Regions from separate parts of the Mus musculus genome. Here regions 1, 3 and 4 are each linked to region 2. A link is a contact called in public HiCAR-type, HiChIP or PLAC-seq and promoter capture Hi-C data. All regions are on one chromosome and are shown on one strand. The core of a region is the stretch at or near the end of the contact, and the rest is flanking DNA. Distances in the headings are between cores, read along the strand shown. Region 1 holds the start of Zfp248 (zinc finger protein 248). Region 2 holds the start of 9530062K07Rik (RIKEN cDNA 9530062K07 gene). Region 3 holds the start of Bms1 (BMS1, ribosome biogenesis factor). Region 4 holds the start of Ogg1 (8-oxoguanine DNA-glycosylase 1).

Region 1 (2,700 bases), core at 186-2,685, 2.2 Mb after region 2:
CAATCTTTTTAATTCAGCAAATGATAATCTAAAGGAGGAAAGGCTATGGGCTTGTCCGGACTGATGATCAAGGAAAATGAGGGAGTGCGGAGACAGCGGTGGGAATCAGGAGGTTTTGTTAAATCTAACACCATTAATCCCTTGAAGTCAGGTAAGTCAAGGAAATGAACGGGGCTTTTAAGGCAAGATAAAAATTTCAAAATGTATTTGCTTACATTCCAAGTTGCTTGCTTACAATTCTCAAAACGATCGCTTGATAAGAAACTTGCACCTCAAAGAGACAAAATATACAGCCATCTGCAGGCCCCGGTTGTGTCACTAAAAACCTGCAAGATGTTGAGATTCTCAGGACCCACCTACACTACTGTCCGATGGAAACATATGGCCATAATAGCAAGCGTGTCCCTACATGCCACCTTCACATGAGTCAAGAGTCTAAGGGACCGCCTCTCCACAGTTAACCAGGTAGGAGGGATGCATAAGATGTGGAGGTAGGGGCAGTGATAGCAATTCCGGACCTGTGAGCCTTTCACTCCCAATCGTTTTCCAAGAACTAGCATTCCATGTGCAGCCTGTATGCACCCATCTCTCTCAACTCCAGCTCACCTCTCTCCTTAAACTTGTCCCAGACTTTCGGCGAGCACACAGTCTTCCATGGTTTCAGGACACTGTCATTTTCACAAAACACATGAGCGAGAACCAAATTCAGAACTGGGATCCCGGGTGTGTGAGGGGGCAGGAGGTTTGGTGGCTAGCTAACCACTTTCCTCTTCCACTCCAAACACTGCGCCCTAGGGACCAGTCCAAAGGCCCCCTGCGAGGGTGGGCTCCCTAGTAGTAGCTTAAAAATAAAAAAAAAAAAGAAAAAGAAAAAAGAAAAGAAAAGAAAATTGCAGCAAGTATTCGTAATAGTCACACTGTGCACAAAAGGAAACCGAGTCTCGGGTAGGTTATTCTGTCCCAGTAATTCATTCACTCGGGACCTGGCTTACCCGCTCGCCCCCCACATCCCAGCATCTAGCCCCAGCAGCCAGAGAACGGATGCGTCACCGCGTCACGCTCGCGCCATGCGTGAGTCAACTCCTCAGGGTTCCGCCCAACCACCCCGCATCTTCCCCGCCTAGTGGGCAAAATGCGCAGGCGTAGCACGAGCTAGAGGCCCTAGATTAGCTCTGCAGAAGTGCGGGACTATCCGGATCCCGCAAGCCCGAGCCATGGAGTCCCAGCGCACCCCGGCGTTTCCCCATACAGCCCTCCACCCCGCTGGTCCCTGGTTGCTGCCAACAGCGACCAGGATGGCCCGAGCTCCCAGAACCCTCCGCCCTTGATGCTGTCTAAGGCTCACCCGCCGCTCCTGCAGTGCACCGTGCCGAAGGCCAGGAGTTGTTTCCCAGGAGGTACGCGAGGCCACGGATGGACCAGGAGCAGGACTGCAGTTTGCGCATGCGCAGAGGAAGGGGCGGTGCGCCCAACGGTGCTCGTAGTGGGGTCTCCACGTCCAGTGTTGGAAGAAGGACTGTTGCCTGGAAAACGGAGTCAGCTCCTGTCTCACTCTGTATTGTAAAATGATGCTGTTGAAGGCGTCTAGAAACCAGGGTTACTTTATGTAAGAAGTAAAGGTGTTTGCAGTGTAAACACGACCTTGTCAGACTCATTTCCCAGGATGGGACTTTCTGGTACACCGCGACAGTTTTCTGTATCTTTATTCTATCTAGCGCCAGCCTTCTGTCACTACCCTGGGGACTGGGGATCAAATTAATATATTTTCTACACTCAAAAAGAAGGAAAGATGTGTTAAAAATTATGTTGGAATGTCAACTGGTGTTGGAATAGTTCAGGACTTGGTCACTTTGCTGAGATTTCATAGGCGTGGCTTCCCTGTCCTAGCTACAAGACACAATCTCACATCAGACTTCCCTATCCTCTGGCTCTTAAAATCTCTACCAGGTCTTCTGCAGCATTGCTCGAGCCTTAGGTGGAGGAGTGTTATATCAGTTGGGCTGAGAACTCTTCCCTCAGTTGCTCACTGTATTTTGACAAGGTGTGTCCTTCGGTAATGGTCTCTAACTGCTGTAAAAAGAATGTCTTTGTTAAGGGATGAGAGCTACGCTTACCTGTGGGTATAATGATACGTATAGGGAATGTAGTTATGAATTGTGCTACTTTGGGACAGTGGCAGTGGTAGGGTTTCCTATAAGATTCATGATCTCACTAGCCTCGTGCTATAGGCCTCGCTTCTCTCCTGGCATCCCAAGATGAAGAATTGCAGACAATCAGCAACTACACACACACACACACACACACACACACACACACAGAGAGAGAGAGAGAGAGAGAGAGAGAGAGAGAGAGAGAGAGAGAGAGAGAGAATTAGTCTTCCCCAGGGGTGAGCCCCATGAGTTGTTGTCCAATACCAAGTGGTCAGTCAGTCCCCAAAGGCATACACCTGCAGGCAACACTGAGGGATGCAGAAGTTTCTATTTGTGTGTGTGTGTGTGTGTGTGTGTGTGTGTGTGTGTGTGTGTGTGTAAAAAGAGTGGTTAAAGAAAAAAGGCTGTGGAGAAAGGGGAGTTAGATATAGGGTAGAGGTAGAAGGGAGGACAGGGAAGGGGAAAATTATGTAATATTTTAACTAACTAATTAGTTTGTGAATGTGAAACAAATTTATATAAAATCCTGGAAAGTAGTCTAAACTAAAAG
Region 2 (2,700 bases), core at 118-2,617:
ATAACAATAGAAAAATAACTAAGACAGCCACCTTAACCCTAACCCCCAAAATAGCACCATAACCACAATGTTAATCATAACCCTAAATCTAATGTCTATCTATAACACCTGCTCACCCTAACAGCAACACAGATACAATCACACTAATGCTACAGAAACCAACCTGAGCCTTTACCCTGGCTTTACTAGTTCACAGCTGACTACTTGCTCATAAGCAGTTAACTCCCCATTCCCTTCTTTCCTCAATCCCTGGCCCCCACCAACCTACTTCCTCTCTCTGGATTGATCCATTCTGGATATTTCATATAAATAGAATAACCTGTGCTCATGTATATGACTGACCTCTTTCAATTGAAGTATTTCTAGGTTAATTCATGCCCTATCATATATCAGCATTTTATTTCTTTTGGTGAATTGCGTGGTTCTACAGCATTTTGTTTATCCATTCGTCACCTGATGGACATTTAGATTGCTTCTGCTTTCTGGGTATGGATCAACACTACAGTGAAAATTCTTGCAGATTTTTACCTGAGCAGGTTTTCATTTGTCTTAGTTGCATACCAAAGAGAAATCTTTAATGAGGTTTCAACGGAGGTGGCCACAAAGCAAAATCTGAAAGTTGGAAAAATAATCTGCACAGGAGAAATGATAAGATCTAAGGTGAGCACTCACCATATACCAGGCACTATCTGTTTTAACACCTATTATCGCTTCTTTTTTATTTTTATTTTTCGAGACAGAGTTTCTCTCTGTGTAGACCAGGCTGGCCTCGAACTCAGAAATCCGCCTGCCTCTGCCTCCCAAGTGCTGGGATTAAAGGTGTGCGCCACCATGCCCGGCTGTATTGCTTCTTTAATATGCAGAAGAAAGCTTATAGAAGAAGCTAAGTAACTTGTTCTCGGGCACACAAAAAGGAAAGATAAGGGGTTATTTCTAAAAGTCAGTCTGGGCAAGACCAACTCAGAAAGGGGTCTGTTCACAAGGAAGTGCTAGTGGACAGCCAGGGGAGCTTTGGATTTCGATTTCTACCCCTCCACCTCCCGGCCTTGAATCTCAGCTGAGGGTTTCAAGAATTTCAAGCGGATCCACATTGAACTGAAACCAAACCGGTTAGCAGATGTACACATTGAGGGTCACTGTGGCCCTGGGCTAGTCTCACATCACATGCATAATCAATAAAGCCGCCGCACATCCAGGAAGTCGTCCTCCGCTCTCCTTCCTCTTCAGCTCCCACCTGGTAGGCCACGGGACTCCTCAGCATGGGCCCCACTGGTACCTTCCGCCTCTTTCGCACTAGCTGGCCGCTTAAACACCTTCTCTCTGGTCAAACCCAATTACCCAGGAGCTACTAACCCATAGCTCCCGATCAGAGGCTGCGCCCCAGGTCACGTGAGGACACCATCACGTGACGTGAACCATGTGATTACCACCGCGCTGGGTGGGCAGTGTAGTAGCCACTCCCGTAGTCACTTTGGAGCTTGCTGAGTGGCGGTGTCATCGTGGTGAGGACGGCGGCCCAGGAGGGCAGGGCTGGATCCTTCGCCCCAGACTCAGCTCTTCTTTTTGTCCTTCTCGCTGTAGATGAACCGGACGAGCCCCGACTCGGAGCGGCCTCCGGCATCCGAGCCGGTGTGGGAACGGCCCTGGTCGGTGGAGGAGATCCGCCGCAGCAGTCAGAACTGGTCTCTGGCGGCTGACGCCGGTGTGAGCGGGGGACCCGGGGCCAAGGGAGGGACAGAGTTGTAGTTACCCCTCCTCGGGGACACGCTTCCTCCAGTATTCAAAGGCGCAATCTCAGACACCGGGGAGGGCGGCCCTGTGGGCTTCTACCCAGCACTCTGCCGCGCAGACGCGGGTTTCCTTCCGTGCAGTGGCTTTTCAACCTTGCCCTCCACGCCATCCTGCTGAGCAGATTCTGTTTCTGCCCTCTCCAAGGACTGCTTTGTCTCTACGGAGGCCCTTCTGTATTAGAACTGGGGCTAAATGGGGCAGCACATATTTTTGAGTAGATCTGCTCACTTCGGGACCTAAGAGCTCAGAACTTTCATACAAGTGGGATTTGGGGTGTTTTGTCACACTATGTGGTCTCTGGAGCGTGACAACCAAACAGGGCTTTAAATCCCTGTAGAAATGTGATACTGGTTTTGTGTTCTGGACAAACTTATCTGATGAGCTTTCTTAATGCTTTCCAGGGTCACCTGACCTTAGATCAACAGTATCATCCCTTTTTCTTAACATAGGGGCAAAAGGGGAGGGGTTTTTTGTTTGTTTGTTTTGCTTTAAATCACATGTAGTGTTGATACTTGTGTATGTTTCTTTTCAAAATAGCTACTACAGTTTCTACAGGAATTCTCACAGCAGACTATCTCCAGGACTCATGAAATCAAGAAGCAGGTGGATGGATTAATTCAGGAGACCAAAGCCACACATTGTCGTCTGCATAATGTGTTCAATGACTTCCTCATGCTGTCTAATACCCAGTTCATTGAGAATGTGAGTTGTTTTATGGTATCTGACTTTCGAATAATCCCTTTTGGGGAGTAAGAACTATTGTCATTTATAATGATAATAAGGTTCTCTTCTAAGTTTTGGTGGATAGATTGGTTCTTGGTAACTGAAGCTCCTTTCTCTGAAATCAGTGTCTTTTATCAGTAAAGTTCATGGGTTTTACAAACCTTTAAAAACATCTAATAATAAGGT
Region 3 (2,700 bases), core at 52-2,551, 2.2 Mb after region 2:
TAGGAGATTTTTTTGTGTGTGATCTAAATTGTGTAAATTCTTCTTCTTGGACAAGAAAGAAAGAAGGACAGAAAGAAAGAAAACAAAGAAAAAAGTGGGGAAAGGCAAAGGGCAGGTGTTAGAGGGAAAATGTTTCTTTGACAGAGCTCTGACATTTTAGGAAAAGCCATACGGCATGCCTACTATGGCATGCCTACGTCCTTCAGACCTGAGTTAAGACTCACAAGGCAAATGCCATCTGGGAGAGGCTCCCAGTACTTAAGGGAAGACCCACTAACCCCAGGTAAACACACCTGTGAAAGGACCTCGCCATCCGCACAGCTGACTGCACTGCGAAAGCTTTGGGGTTTCTCTTCCGGGCATCCTCTTCATCTCCAAGCTGTAGGTCTTGCAGGTGCCGTTTCTTTTTCTTCTCAGCTTTAGGCCCACTGTGCTTCTTCCTATGTTTCTTGTGGTCCTTGGTCTCCATGGTGGCTATTTATCTACTACAAATAAGTCTTACCTACACGGAACAGGGAGGACGGTGGTGGTAATCAATTATAATCAGGGTAACACAGGAGGGCAGTAATTTAATTTACTTAAGTGCTGATGTATTTGTTCATTGAATGGAGGTAGAAAATGTTTAGCCAGTATCTTCAAATTCACGTCCCTTTCTTACGCCATAAAGTATAAGAGTTAGCAGCACCAACACTATCCTTCTTATGTTTTATGTTGAAGCCATTTCGACAGTGCTCATTTTTTGTAATGACAGAAATACATCCTACCTGCTGTTCTCAGTACAGAAGCCTTGTGAACTACACGTGGTTACAGAGAATTTCAAGCGTACCTTCGGAAACTGAAAACTATCTTAAGTTTAAATTAATTTTAAACTTAGTCGCACGTGACTAGTGCCTACTATTCTAGGTAGCTTAGGCTGAAGTGTCCTTTTAACTTAAAACGAAAACAAACATACAAGTTTAAGACATCCGAACAGTGCTGAGCAGACTCGCCTCTCAGCTCCTGGAGGAAGCACATTTTCCCCTCCCGGTGATCTATTTTTGCTGGGAGAAGAACACGCAGCCGAGCTGGGCAGGAGCCCTCCCTGCTCGAGTGACCCGCTCCCCATCCAGCACTGCACGAACCCACGCCCTCCACACTCCCGGGAGCACCTCTCCGGCGGCCGAGAAACTTGCCTTCCAGCCCAGACGCAGCCTGGGAGCAGCCTGTCGGGAGGTCGAGGACCGACCGAACCGGGAAGCCGACGGGGCTCGCGAAAGCACTCGGACTCACGGCAGCAACCGCTCCAGCCCGCAAGCACGACGCCGGAAGCGGAAACTGTCCTTCTGCTTGTACCCGTCGGAGGGAAACGAGCAAAGAAGAGGGGAAAAAAAGGAACCCGTGGACGGACGACTTTCAGGGGAAAGCCGGAAGTAAGCTCTGGGTTGGCTGAGGGTTGCGCAAGCGCACTTTCAGATTTCGCACGGACTGCCCTCTCCTTCGGGTCCCAGCCACTCTGAGAGTCGGGCTCTCAGCCAGCGCGACCTGGCTTCAGAGGATCCGCGCGGCGCTGGGCCCTGGCCCGCTTATTTGAGTAGCAGAGGAACGCTGGAAGGACGCCCGAGTCATCGCCAGTCCCAACTTGAAAGCTGTGAATTCCGCCGCCCCATCCGCTAGGCTACCGCTCCCTGTCACCGCTGCCAGAGCTGTCCTCACGGGTTTTCAGCGCTCTGCTGCCCTCTTGTGCCAGGACCGACGGGCTGAGGGCAGGGTGCTCCTCTGTGCTCCTGGAGAGGGCGTTTTCTTCAGAAAACGTCTTAGCTTGCCATTTTGTGTGCATGTGTGGCTATGTGTGTCGTGTGTCTTGTGTCTCTGTGCTCAGCCTTGCATCCCCAGGACTCAGTCCAGTCCTGGGGAATAGCCCTCAAACCCCCAGTCCCGGTTATTTGCTACAGTTATGCTGGACTCAAAACTGAGCTCATCTCAAGGAGAATAAGAAGTAGGGTTTTTTCCTTGCGCCAAATAAGAGTGACTGCGGCCTGGGAATACGGATTCAGGTTCCCACAAAATAGCATGTTCATGCAAAACACAGCTCTCACCTCAATGAGCCAAGAACATGGGTTCAGTTGCCTCAAAGTCTCCCATTTTGTACCTTTTAATAGCACACCAACACAAAACAGCTCTAAAGGTTCATATGGAAATTATGAAACAAAATCAAAGGTTTAGCAAATGATAGTTTGTGAGGTTGGCCCTCCTATTTCTCTCTCCCCATCCTTTGACTATCATTCCAGTGACCATCATTCTAGCCTTTCTGCACATTCCAGAGCAACGCCCCAATTTCTGCAGGAAGTAGTTATAGAAAAGACTACATTGCCCTTTATCATCAACAAAAGGATTGGAATGTAAGATCGCAAACTGAGGACAAATGGCTGACAGAGGTGTCTATTGAACAAGTCAAACAGCCCTCAGTCCCAACCTGTGACAGGGTCATCCTGCCTGGCAACTATCCCCCTAGCTGAACCACCAAATGAGGCCTATGAGAAATTTCTCATACAGTCCAACGCTGGAAGAACTCAGGGCAGACACCATAGTGCTTGCTAACTCACTCATTAGGCTTATGCTTGCCTTATTTTCTTACATAGCACAGTATCACTTGCCCAGGGAATGGTGGTACCCATAGTGGGCCTGGCTATCCTAAATCAATTAATAATCAAGTCCAGCCCT
Region 4 (2,700 bases), core at 19-2,518, 2.9 Mb before region 2:
TACAGCTACTGCTTAATGAAACTGAGACAAAAGACCCAGTTTGTTTGATGTTGGTTAATAGTGTTCTAGCAGGTGTGCTGTGCCTTTCTGTAGACACACACACACACACACTAATCAGCATCCAGCCCTGCCCTTGAGTCTGTAGTCCAATAATTTAGGCACAACCCGAAAATTTCTCTGCTTGATGGAAAATGCCCTAGTGTGTCAAACTAGTGTCCGAAGTTCATGTTTCTTTCTTTCTTTTTTTCTTTTCTTTTTTTGTTTGTTTTTGGAGACAGGGTTTCTCTGTGTTGCCCTGGCTGTCCTAGAACTCACTCTGTAGACCAGGCTGGCCTCAAACTCAGAAATCTGCCTGCCTCTGCCTCCCAAAGTGCTGGGATTAAAGTCATGCGCCATAACTGCCCGGCTGAAGTTCATATTTCTTAGCCTAAGCATTCTTTTTTTGTCTTAAAAAATTATAAATGATATAGTCCTTTTTGGAACAAGGTGGCTGGTGCTGGTTGTGTTGGTCCCTTAGGCTGCCTAGAGCCACACACTGGCATTTGGACGGAGTGAACTCCAAAGAAAGCCCATCTCTCCACGCTCGGACTGGAGCGGGTAGCTGTGCCGCAGGCTGTAGCCAGGGCGAGCAAACCTGAGACTGGCCTCTGAAGCCTGGGAAGCCCGAGATGGCGCATTCGGGGCCTCCTGACAAGACGTGGAGGGGACAGCGCTGAAAAATCACTGCCTCAGAAGAGGCTCGGTGGAGAAAGGCTTGAGCAGGGGAGGATGAGATTCTTTCGGTTTATTTCTTGAGACAGAGTCTCGCCATGAAGCCCAGCCTAGTTAAGCTTCAAACGTGCCTCCCGCCTCTGCCTACCGAGTTCTGGGACGACCGGTGTGTACCACTACGCCCCGCAATGATGTGGCTCCAGTGCGGGCCAGCACGAGAAGTTGCAGGCAGGCCCTGAGATTGCACCGAAAGCCCTGAAATGGCAGAGCCGGGTCTCTGGCAGCCAATCGCCAAGCAGCGAGGCCAGCAGGCCAACCGCTCCCACCTCACAGGCCCGCCCACTCCGGCACTCCCGAGTTCTCATTGGTGCTTCGTACTTTCTTCTCGGATTGGCTACCTCTAGGGTCAAATAAGCGGGAGCAAGGATCTACTTCCGGTGGGAGTAAACTGGGACCCGGAAGAACCATACTGGCGCGCCTTTCCAAACCTCGAGGGCTGCGCAGGAGGAGGAGGCGCGCGCCGGGAGGTCCTGGGGGCGGGGCCACGTCCGGAGGAAGAGGCGGGGCGTGCTGCACGGGAGAGCGGAGTGGGGCGTTTAGGGGTTTGGTGGTGTGCGAGAGGCTTTCCTACGAGGAGAGGGAAATTCATTCAACAGGGACTCAAATTAAAATTACACCGGACCCATAAGCTAGGACCCACGGTGCTACACTCCCGGTGTGTGTGGTCACTTGTGTGCGAGGCTTTAGGACTTGGGAAAGTCGAGTTCTGATTGGACAGTGCCGTAATGGGCTGGGGCTGCTAGCCGAATGTTATTCCGTTCCTGGCTGCCTAGCAGCATGAGACATCGCACCCTAAGCTCCAGCCCGGCCCTCTGGGCCTCTATCCCGTGTCCACGCTCTGAGCTGCGTCTGGACTTGGTTTTAGCTTCTGGACAGTCCTTCCGGTGAGTGACTGCACTTGGGAGGACTGTTCCCTAGGATGTTGACTTCTCAGTGCTGCCCACTCGGGATACAGAGAATGTTGGGAGCAATAGATGAGAGTACATTTTGGAGTCTAAGCACCGGTGGTTTGCCTTTTAACCTTCTTTAGGAAGTAGAGGTGATGACTGTGCAGGATTATGAGGACCATGCAATAAAAATCAGTGGGGGAAGCTGAGGGATGCACTCAGTAATAAGAGTGCTTGCTTTTCACGCACTTGGCTCTTGGTTCAATCCCCAGTACCGCTTCTTTTTTATTTTTAAGATGAAAACTACACCGGGGGTGGTGGCACACGCCTTTAATCCCAGCACTCGGGAGGCAGAGGCAGGTGGATTTCTGAGTTTGAGGCCAGCCTGGTCTACAAAGTGAGTTCCAGGACAGCCAGGGCTATACAGAGAAACCCTGTCTCGAAAAAACAAACAAACAAAAAGATGAAAACTAGCGGGGGGGGGGGGGGGGGCGGCTGGAGAGATGGCTCAGTGGTTAAGAGCACTGACTGCTCTTTTGGAGGTCCTGAGTTTAATTCCAAGCAACCATATGGTGGCTCACAACCATCCATAATGAGATCTGATGCCCTGTTCTGGTGTGTCTGAAGACAGGGACAGTGTCCTTACATATAAATAAATAAATAAATAAATAAATCTTAAAAAAGAAAGAAAGAAAGAAAACTAGCCGGGCAGTGGTGGCACATGCCTTTAATCCCAGCACTTGGCAGGCAGAGGCAGGCAGATTTCTGAGTTTGAGGCCAGCCTGGTCTACAGAGTGAGTTCCAGGTCAGCCAGGGCTACACAGAGAAACCCTGTCTCGGGGAAAAAGAAAGAAAAGAAAGAAAGAAAAAGAAAGAAGACATACCACTTTTATTTATAACTAATTAGTCAGTTTACAGGTGGGACATTTGTAAAACAGAAAGGACCTTAACGAGTTCAAGATGGGTAACGATGCTAGGGTTGTCTGTTGGGGTGCCCAGGTGGAAGGAGCAGAGCCCTGCTCACTGGAGTGGCGTGCTGGCA

Evidence for each region. Promoter capture Hi-C pulls out the DNA fragments that hold promoters and counts their contacts. HiCAR-type assays count read pairs that join an accessible place to other places. HiChIP or PLAC-seq counts read pairs in DNA pulled down with a chosen protein or histone mark.
Region 1: an H3K4me3 HiChIP or PLAC-seq map of stem cell-derived neural progenitor cells shows a contact between it and region 2, with 12 times the contacts expected there. The contact joins the promoter of Zfp248 here to the promoter of 9530062K07Rik in region 2. A contact is called at or near these places in 4 of 39 promoter capture datasets (the 3T3-L1 cell line, cranial neural crest, hippocampal neurons and 1 more) and 2 of 115 datasets of contacts at active chromatin or transcription factors (astrocytes and stem cell-derived neural progenitor cells).
Region 3: a HiCAR-type map of astrocytes shows a contact between it and region 2, with 6 times the contacts expected there. The contact joins the promoter of Bms1 here to the promoter of 9530062K07Rik in region 2. A contact is called at or near these places in 4 of 39 promoter capture datasets (3T3-L1-derived adipocytes, cranial neural crest, hippocampal neurons and 1 more) and 3 of 115 datasets of contacts at active chromatin or transcription factors (astrocytes, embryonic forebrain and large pre-B cells).
Region 4: a promoter capture Hi-C map of pre-B cells shows a contact between it and region 2, with 2.4 times the contacts expected there. The contact joins the promoter of Ogg1 here to the promoter of 9530062K07Rik in region 2.

The regions. Positions count from the first base shown.
Region 1 is chr6:118,454,071-118,456,770 of GRCm38.p6, forward strand. It overlaps Zfp248 (zinc finger protein 248), which reads right to left and starts at 1,436. Exons shown (of 6, transcript NM_028335.2): 1 at 1,346-1,436; 2 at 607-841.
Region 2 is chr6:116,206,626-116,209,325 of GRCm38.p6, forward strand. It overlaps 9530062K07Rik (RIKEN cDNA 9530062K07 gene), which reads right to left and starts at 1,368. Exons shown (of 4, transcript NR_131013.1): 1 at 1,277-1,368; 2 at 529-632. Washc2 (WASH complex subunit 2`) reads left to right here and starts at 1,408. Exons shown (of 31, transcript NM_026585.3): 1 at 1,408-1,502; 2 at 1,582-1,704; 3 at 2,329-2,493. The coding sequence starts at 1,582.
Region 3 is chr6:118,418,116-118,420,815 of GRCm38.p6, forward strand. Bms1 (BMS1, ribosome biogenesis factor) reads right to left here and starts at 1,302. Exons shown (of 23, transcript NM_194339.1): 1 at 1,173-1,302; 2 at 294-502. The coding sequence starts at 469.
Region 4 is chr6:113,325,708-113,328,407 of GRCm38.p6, forward strand. It overlaps Ogg1 (8-oxoguanine DNA-glycosylase 1), which reads left to right and starts at 1,269. Exons shown (of 7, transcript NM_010957.4): 1 at 1,269-1,655; 2 at 2,658-2,700. The coding sequence starts at 1,519.